Linked DNA regions of Sus scrofa: region 2 is linked to region 1. A link is a contact called in public HiChIP or PLAC-seq data. All regions are on one chromosome and are shown on one strand. Each heading gives the region's core, a stretch centred on a gene start, on an enhancer-like site or on the middle of the called end of the contact. The rest is flanking DNA. Distances are from core to core; before and after follow the strand shown.

The links. HiChIP or PLAC-seq counts read pairs in DNA pulled down with a chosen protein or histone mark.
Region 2: a contact with region 1 is called in an H3K27ac HiChIP or PLAC-seq map of alveolar macrophages. The contact joins the promoter of SRSF4 here to the promoter of SESN2 in region 1. A contact is called at or near these places in 1 of 5 promoter capture datasets (fetal liver) and 1 of 2 datasets of contacts at active chromatin or transcription factors (alveolar macrophages).

The regions. Positions count from the first base shown.
Region 1 is chr6:85,319,461-85,324,140 of Sscrofa11.1, forward strand. SESN2 (sestrin-2) reads left to right here and starts at 2,522. Exons shown (of 12, transcript XM_021095666.1): 1 at 2,522-2,537.
Region 2 is chr6:86,090,479-86,095,158 of Sscrofa11.1, forward strand. It overlaps SRSF4 (serine and arginine rich splicing factor 4), which reads right to left and starts at 2,125. Exons shown (of 6, transcript NM_001077216.1): 1 at 2,019-2,125. The coding sequence starts at 2,125. It also overlaps a transcript of MECR not described here.

The sequences.
Region 1 (4,680 bases), core at 1,272-3,771:
CAACCTCATGGGTCCTAGTTAGGTTCGCTAACTCTGTGCCATGACGGGAACTCCTTGGTCAGACTATTATCATGTCTTTGCTTATCTGAGCTATCCATATTTGCTTCCATCTTCCTCATCTACTTGACCTTGGCAACCAGGTATTGCACATTATTCACCTTTGTACCTCTGCCTGAAGCAGAGTGCCAGGCTCATTTTAGGGATTGCTATGGACTGAATTGTGTCCCCCTAATTTCATGAGTTGAACTCCTAACCCCCAGTGTGATAGTATTTCAGAATAGGGCCTTTGGGGAGATAATTAGGTTTAGATGAGGTCATGAGAGTGGGATCCTCATGATGGGATTAGTATGCTTACAAGAGGAGACATCAGAGAGCTTACTTATGATCTGCCATCTGTGGACACAGTGCTAAGGCAGCTATTCGTAAGCCAGGAAGACAGCTCTCCCCTGAACCCCAAAATGCTGGCACCTTATCTTGGACTTCCAGCCTCCAGAACTGTGACAAAATAAATTTCTGTTTTTTAAGCTACCCAGTCTAGGATATTTTGTTATGGCAGCTCAACTGAAAACAGGTTCAATAATATTCACAGATATAAACTTTTAAAAGTTTTTATCATTAGCATCAAGCAAAATGTATTTGTTTACAGTCTTTGACTTGTGAATTTGCTTCTAGAAATTTAGTTTCATTTGACATGTAATATAATTTTATAAACCAATTTTACCTCAGTTAAAAAAATTACTAAAAACAACATGACCTATCTGTAAAATCTCAGGTTATTATTTTTTTTAATTATGTTAAGGAATACTTAATATCTTGAAAATTATCATGAAATGTAGTAAGTGGAAAAAGCAGGCAATATAACCATACATAATTTATATACTATATATATGCATAGGTTAAAGAACATATATATAAATTTTATATTTTGTCTTTTTTTTTTAGGGCCACTCCTGCAGCATATCTCCCCAAAAAAGATTTTTAAAAGAATATATAATATATAGTAAATAAATATAACCCCCCCAAAAAAAAACCCCAATATGTTAACACTGATCCTCTCTTGGTAGTAGGATTAGAATTTTGAAAGGATTGCTCCCATTCTCTAAAAGGATCCTTTTTTATTTATTAAGTTACCAACATAATACATTTTGGCATTCATTTATTTATTTGCTTTTTCAACTGAACCAGTGGTATATGGAAGCCCTGCAGCTAGGGATCAAATCCCAACCCAAACTGTGACTTCTGGCAGGCACAGCTGCAGAAACACAGGATTCTTAACCTACTGCACCACAGTGGGAAGTCCCATCTTGGTTTTTAAACAATCATTAAATAAATATAGTGCATAAAACCTTATAATTCTCTATCATCCTTTTATTCCAGATGTAACTGGATCCTAATAGTTTGTTGCAAACTACACATCTTTCCAGACTTTTGTTGCCTCTGTATATTTATGGATGGTATCTATGACATAATTCTATTTTTTTTTTTTTGTCTGTTTGCCGTTTCTAGTGTTGCTCCCCCTGCATATGGAGGTTCCCAGGCTAGGGATCTAATCAGAGCTGTAGCCACCGGCCTACGCCACAGCAACACAGGATCCGAGCCACATCTGCGACCTACACCACAGCTCACAGCAAGGCCGGATCCTTAATCCACTGAGCAAGGCCAGAGATCCAACCCGCAACCTCATGGTTCCTAGTCGGATTCGTTAACCACTGCGCCACAACGGGAACTTCATATGACATAATTCTAAGTGCATCACTGGGCAACTTGTTTTTTTGTTTGTTTTAACCTAACATTAAATGCAGCATACATTTTCATTTCACCTAGAGCATCTACAATAGAGCACGTAGAGCTACCTCCTGCTTCTTTACTGCATGATATTCCACTGTGGAGACAAGAACAACGGGAAGTGCATTCCTGCTGGAGGGTCTTTTGGGAATCTGGTTTATTATTTGAACCAGTCCTCTTTGGTGAGCACTTTGATCCCTTCCAGTTTTACACTTTTACAATAGAATAATGAACAGGAGTAATACCAGTTTAGAGTAGAAAGCCTGAAAAACATTAGAAAACATAAAGGGGGGGAAATATTTCGAGTTACGTCTTTTGTACCTTTACACTTTCCTGTATTTTCAAAATATTCTGATATAACATATGTCATTTATAATTTGAAAAGGAAAAACATGCACTAAAACCAAAAGTTCATTAAAAGAAAATGAAAGAGAAAAAAAAAAAGAAACGAAAGCGAAGGGGATAGTCCCTGCCACCTCCCAGGGGAGGGGGCCGGCGGCGGGAGGGGCGGGCCGACACAGTCTGCACCAATCAGAGCCCGGTTGATAAGCAGAGCGAGGAGAATTTGGAGACACTCCCCGCCGAGCAAACTGTCTTGCGGTTTAGTTTCCCTAACCAGCCTGGAAACCTGCCTGGGCCTAGCCCGCATGCCGCTGCGGACTGCTATTGGCTGCCAGGCAACCCCGCCCATCTTCCTGTTCATTGGACGCCCGCGGTTTTCGTAAGAGGAGCCTGTTGCTGACCGAAAACAAGTAAGCGCAGCAGCTTTTGTTCAGGAGATTTTTGGACTGCAAACGTCCTGGGCACCCTTGGGTCAAAAAAGCAACATCACTTGGGTTCCCTTCCTGGCTCAGCATAAACGAATCTGACTAGCATCCATGAGCACGCAGGTTCTCTCCCCGGCCTCGCTCAGTGGGTTAAGGATCCGGCGTTGCCCTGAGCTGTGGTGTAGGCCAGTAGCTACAGCTCTGATTCGACCCCTAGCCTGGGAACCTCCGCAAGCCACCGATGCGGCCCTAAAAAGACAAAAAGACAAAAAAAAAAAAAAAAGCTATATCATTAACCATCGTTTATTTAGTCCCGGCTTAAGGCCGGGTTTCTAGCGCCAAACTTTTAATTTCAATGGTTATAATCACCTTTCTTGAACACAAAACTATCTGCCAGTCACTGTACTTTAAAATAAGAACAATAGTAACAATTTAAATGATACTTACAGTTTGTTGGTCTCTTAATCTTTATTCAAGCCTTGTTAAGGAATTTGTATGCCTTAGCTCTCATCCTTACAATAGCCCCTGTGAAGGTAAACGTTATCGCCCCATTTTACTCAGCAGGAACCAGGTTCAGAGAGGCGAAGTGACTTGCCTGGATTCGCACAGCTAAGGGTTAGAACTGGACCCTTCAACATTAATTCTGCTTCCAAGCACAATTTTTTCGAGGAGTGGGGGGTATACAAAAGACTTTTGAGGACAGGAAGAAGTGGATCAGGATGGTGGCAAGGCCCTGGGGCATTGCTTCAGTGACAGGCCTCAGGGTGATTGAGAATGGAATATATGGAGCCTCTAGGCGTGGAGGAGAAGGAGGAAGAGGGAAATCAGGACATCGGAGCCAATTCAGCAAAGAATTCTTCCTGGAAATGTGAGGCTCCTGGGGCCGTGTGTTGTGGTGCAAGTGGCCCTCGACTGGGGACCTGGACCCCAAGGTTCCAGGTATTGCCCTGTGACCAGCTTCCTGAGGGACCTTGAGCAAATGCCTTCTCTCTGGACCCCAGGCTTCCGTCTGTACGGTGAGAGAGTAAGCCGAAACAACGGGAAGTGCATTCTGGCTGGGGGGGCGGGGGAGTGTCCTTTGGGAATCTGGTTCCTGCTGGCATCAGGGAAACTCCTCAACAACCACACAATCTTTACTTAGCTGTTGCCTGGCCTCTTTTCAAGAACGGACAATCCTGTGAACCACCTTTTCCCCTCCCCGTCTGTTCTGAGCTATAGCAGAGTCGTGCCTGCAGGGGGCGCTGAGGGTTCATAGCTGACAAAACCTAACTGGAATTCTTAGCCAATTATCCGAAAGCACCCAGCTCATGGGTTTTGGTATATTGTTTATTAAGAGCGTTGAGCTTTTTTTTTGAAACCTGAAGATTTCTGTCCTCAGGATACAATCGACGAACCTGAATTATGAGTATTGCCCAACATCCGTTCTCTCCACAGTGGTCCTGGAGGGTTAGCATTAATTTCAATTCGTTTTCCAGGTAAGGAAACAGATTCTAAGAGCCGAAAAAATTATTTTGGGGTCACATTGCTAAAAACTGGTTGCCTGACTCCTGGGCAGTGCTTTTAGGAGATAGTTGGCTCTGTTTTCAAGAGTCTGTGGTTGTTCTGCCTCCTAATACACAACCCGTGGGGACAATTTCAATGTTGGTTGTATAATTTGACAGCTCAGGACTCGTCAGCCAGAAGGACCTCCTCAGCACCTAGCCAAATGTCTGCTTAATGAGTAATTAAATGAATGATGTGTGAATGAGCCACAGAGGTTGATTCTGTGCCTTGCTTTTATCAAATAAATCAGCTGGAGTTGGGTTTCTTTCCTGAAATTCCCCCAAGGCAGAAATTATATTCTGAGATGGGAGAGGAGGGTGTGGCAAAACAATAAGAGCTCAGAAAATTACATCTGGGCTGAGAAATCGTAGCCCCAGGTCTGGTCAGGGTATAAGATCATTCTATTATAGCAGAGTGACCCCAGAATTTGGGATTAGAAAATTAATTCAGGAAGACTGAATACAGAACACATGATAATCCCATGAGGGTTAAAATCTGTGAGAGGGTCTGAAGCTGAAGAAACCTCAACATCTCAAATCCAATCTAGTGGTAACTTCAGGACTGGAATGTGATTGAGGAATTAAAA
Region 2 (4,680 bases), core at 875-3,374, 770 kb after region 1:
ACAAATCTTTTCAAACAAACTATTCTAAGTTCCACTTACTGAGTTTACACTGAGGGCAAGAATTTCTTAATTTAAAGTGTGTGTTATAAGCACTTAATTTACACAAGAGCAGAACTGTTTTTCTGCCTCCTCCCCAATTCATTTAGCACAATAGCAGGCACATTCGTTAGCAACACAGATGATCCATTAATTACTTTTCCCATTAACATCAACAATCATTTCCTAAGTAACCTTAGAAAACAGACTTCAATCATTACCTGAGGAACCTTAGAAAACAGACTTCACCAAATATGCTTCACACTATTAAACACTCAACAAGCTAAGATGTGTCTCCTTATGATCATGGTCAAATCCCTTTGATTATAGCTACCATTTACAGCAATGAGCCAAATGCTTTACAATTATTACCTCTAATCTTCCTTTTCCTTGTGGATGAGGAAACTCAGAATCAGAGAAATAACTGGCCCACAGATAGTAAGTGGTGAAGCTAAGATTTGACCCAGGCCTGCCTGATTTCAAAACCTAAGCTTTCCTTACCAAATTTAATTATCCCGACAACTTAATTGGGCTCTAAAGAAAATCTGTAAGTTTAAACTCCATTCTCGATCATTCAGATATATGATACATATCACAATAACAACCTCCGGCCCACTTTATCTAGTATAAGAACTGAAACAAGTAATTTCCGTACAAAACAAGTAATTTCCGAAGACTTCTACTCTAAAAGAAATCAGTATTCATAATAAACACTTGATGACACTTTCCTTAGCAAGAAGGTGATTCTGCCTAACAATTAATTTGAAATAACTTTTTAAACCTAGGCAACAGTTTGAGTATACTGTAGCTTCCAGTTTTTTTCAAATGTGCAACTCAGGTATTTTTCTTAACTTCTCAAATGTTAGTTGCTAGCATTACATTGGGAGTAAACTGTACCCATAACAAACTTGTTGCAAAGCAGGTCTTAAAAAAAAAAAAAAAAAAAAAGCCAGAGTTCCTCTTAACACCCAAGGTTTAGTACACTAAAATGTCCCCCTTACTCCTTTTATTTTTGTATATCCATGCCTTTGTATACCCGCTAACATTTTCTGGTTCTCACAGTTTCCCCTTGTTGATTATCTTCTCCAGGCCTGACTCCTAATCTGTTTTCCCAGAAACTTGTAGCCCCTGTGGGCCCTGCTCTACCAAAGTCAATTAGGAATACAAGCAACAGAACACACCCGGATAGGTAGCAAGTTAGCAGTTTCAAGCTGTAAGTCTCCGTTTACATCAACTAGTTAACTAGTTACCGGGGCCATTATTCTCTAACAAATTCTACAAAGACAAAGCAATTTTTTTGCCAAGTTAGAGAACGGAAACCACAGCATGGAAACTTCGTACGCAGTCTTAAAGATAGCATGCTAAGACTCTAATTTATCCTTGTAGAGGGAACGGTGAAGGCTTTCGGCACCACACACGCCGATACTTTCGAAACTGTCACTAGACTACTCAAACCAGAGTCTCCCGCTCAAAAAAGTGTAGCACAGGGCAAGTCTAAAAAGGGTGTCCCTTCAGAGCTCCCGTCCCTGGGAGAAATGCGCTGTGATCATCTGATCCATTAAACTGGGTAAGAAATGAAAAGGGAGCAGGAAATCTGTTTATTTCCAGCAGCCCTTAGAGCGGGAAAGGTCTGTCTCTACCGGAGATCGACCAGGCCCTGGGAAGGAAAAAGCCAGGCCTCCCCAGCTGTCCTGGAGCTGTGCCCTCCCGCCCGGAGTCCCAATCCCACTCGGGTTTTCCTTTTCCCCGTCCCACTCAGAGCCTCACCATCGCTCCCATTATCCCTCCACCACCCCCACCCGCGCAGGCGCAGTGGGAACCGGGGCCTACCCGCGCCCCCGAGGCGCCGCGACTATGGCGGAGCGGGAGCAGGCCGGTAGGCGCTCTGCGCGGGGTAGGCGTCCCTCTCCCGTCACCGAGGCCTCCCCGCCACCGCCAGGGTCCCATCCCCACCCAGCCAGCCCCTCCTCCGCCCTCCTCACCCGTTCTTCAGATCCACCTCTAGGATCTTCCCGTAGCCCTTAAAGAAGCGCTCCACATCGCGCTCCCGGGCCTGATAGCTCAGGCGGCCGATGTACACCCGCGGCATCCCGGCAACTGCGGCGGCGGCTTGGCCCGGCCCCAGCCCCTTAGGCGGCGGCCGGCGAAGCGAGAGCGCGGCGACGGCGGCGGCAACGGGCGGGCGGCGGGACGGACGCAGCCGAACCCGGCGACGTACGCGAGCACGCAGCTCGCGAGCACGCGCCTCCCCCGCCCGCCCGCGGAGAGTAACGGGGGGGGGAACGCGCCTTCTTCCCGCCCTGCCGGAGGTGGAGGCGGGGCCTGTCCGGAGGCGCGCCGGCGCAGGGCGGGACCAGGTGATCGACAGGCGGCGCGGGGGTACATCCTCTCGCGAGCTTGGCGCGAGGGGCCTGCGCCGCTTGGCGCAGCCCGCGGGCTTCGCCCCTCCCCCGGAAGTGTCCACGTCCCCCTCCTTCCAGCCCTGAGAGCATTGCTGCTTTTGTCCCTTGAACCCGGAGCTGTATCGACTCTAGAGCAGATTTGGAATTAAACCTGGCTTCTAATTGTCTGTGACCTTGAGCTCATTACGCGCCTTTCGGCTTCGTCTTCTCTGTAAAAGGGGGATTAGTAATTCCAGCCTTCCAGAGTTGTTCCTAGCACCTCGTAAGTGCCCAATAAATAATAGCAATATTATTTTAAAAATAGGACAGTTTGCTTCAGTGGAAGCAGTGTGCAAAGTAGAGACTAGAACTTTGGAGCTAGATTAGGCTTGTCACTGGCTAAATTATTAAATTACCAATTTAATCTATTTTCTGACTTGTAAAATTAGAATAATTTATCCCATCTCAGTGGACTACCAGGGTAACTAAGAGAGTATGTGGAAGGGCTTCAGTATCTGGGACGTGGTAGGAGCTCAGTAAATATTGGTTCCCTTCTCTCCTACCCAGTTTATCTAGAATCACAAAGGAGTTTTGTTTCTTTGCTGTTTTTATTTACTTCAGAAATTATATTTTGAAAGGTAATTCATTAACTGGTTCAAATGATATACAGTGAAAAGTCTTCCCATCTCTGTCCTCTGGCAGCCTAGTTCCCCACCCTCCACTCCCTGAGAGGCCCACACAATATAATCAATTTCGTAAATGTTCTTTGAGGTATTTTACACATGTAAAGCAACTTGTGGTGTACCACACGTATGGTTCTGCATTTAATATAATTTGAAACTCATTCTGTAAGAGTACAAAAGGAGCTTCCTCAGGATTATTTTTATGGTTTATAATATGCCATTTTATACACTGATTTGTGTAATCAGTGCCTAGGAAAGGACATTGAAATAGATTCAAACCTTTGGTTATAACTGCTTCAGTGAGTAGTTTTGTATACATATATATATGTAGGATCTATTCCTAGAGATAAGATAGTTGGATCAAAGGGTGTGGGAGGGCAGTTTTGATAGATTTGCTCGATTTTCCATAAGTATCTGTTTCTCCATCTCATCATCACATTATCAAACATCAATCTGATAGCTGAAAAATGGTGTCTCAGGATAGTTTGTAATTACCTTGAGTGAGTCTTATTTCCTATGTGTAAGAGACATTTTCCTTTTTGTGTCTGTTTATATTTTTTGCCTGTTTTTCTTATTGATTTATTATATAATTAGGAAAATGAGCTCTGTCAAATGAGTTGCGAACTTTTCCTCAGTGTGAGTTTGCCTTGCAAAAACAAAGGATGTTTATGGATTGAATTTATCCATCCTTTATTTTTCTTTGATTCTGGATTTTGCATTGTAGTTTGAAAGGCCTTCCTCACTTAGGTAAAAAAAAATTTTTTTTTAAAAAAACCAGTCATTTGTATATTGTTACTTCTAGGACTTTTTTTTCTGCTATGCCCGAGGCATGCACAAGTTTCTGGGCCAGTGATGGAACCTGTGGCATAGTAGTGACAATGCCAGATCTTTAACTACTAGGCCACGAGGGACCTCCTAAGACTTATTTTTATGTTGCAATCTTTGCTCCATTTGGTATTTAGAAAAGTGTGAGGATCATAGTTACTATGAAGAACTGATGCTGACCTTGATTGTTACATAATCTGGTCAACCTGGGGAAAGAGCACCCCCCTTCCTTGAGAGGAAATGTCTGTCTCCAAAACCTGCTTCTCCTCTGGAGCTCCCTAACTCAGGGAGTGGCATCTCTTTCTAGCAAGGTGCCCAAGTTCAAACTTCAAGCACCACATGCATTCTGTCCAGTTGATTCTCACTTCTAAATACTCAAGAATCCATTCACTTCTCTCTACTCCCACTTAACTAAGCTAGTTAAGGCTTGGTCATATTGTTTACACATCAAGGCTTTAAAATTAAACATGCTGCTCCCTCTGCCTGGAATATGGATGACTTCTTACTCAGGATTTAGACCTTCTTTGCCCACCTTCTCTGAGTACCCTCATCACTATGATATTGTTATTTTTTTTCTTTCATAGCACTTGCCACACGCTGTAATTACCTCATTTATTCACTTATTCACTGTTTTTCTCCTCCACTAGAATGTAAACTCTTTGGTATCAGGGGACATGTCTTTTGTCTCCTGCTGTATACTTTTTACATAATGGGTGTTCAACTATTTACTAAATGAATAAATGAATGAGTTCTCA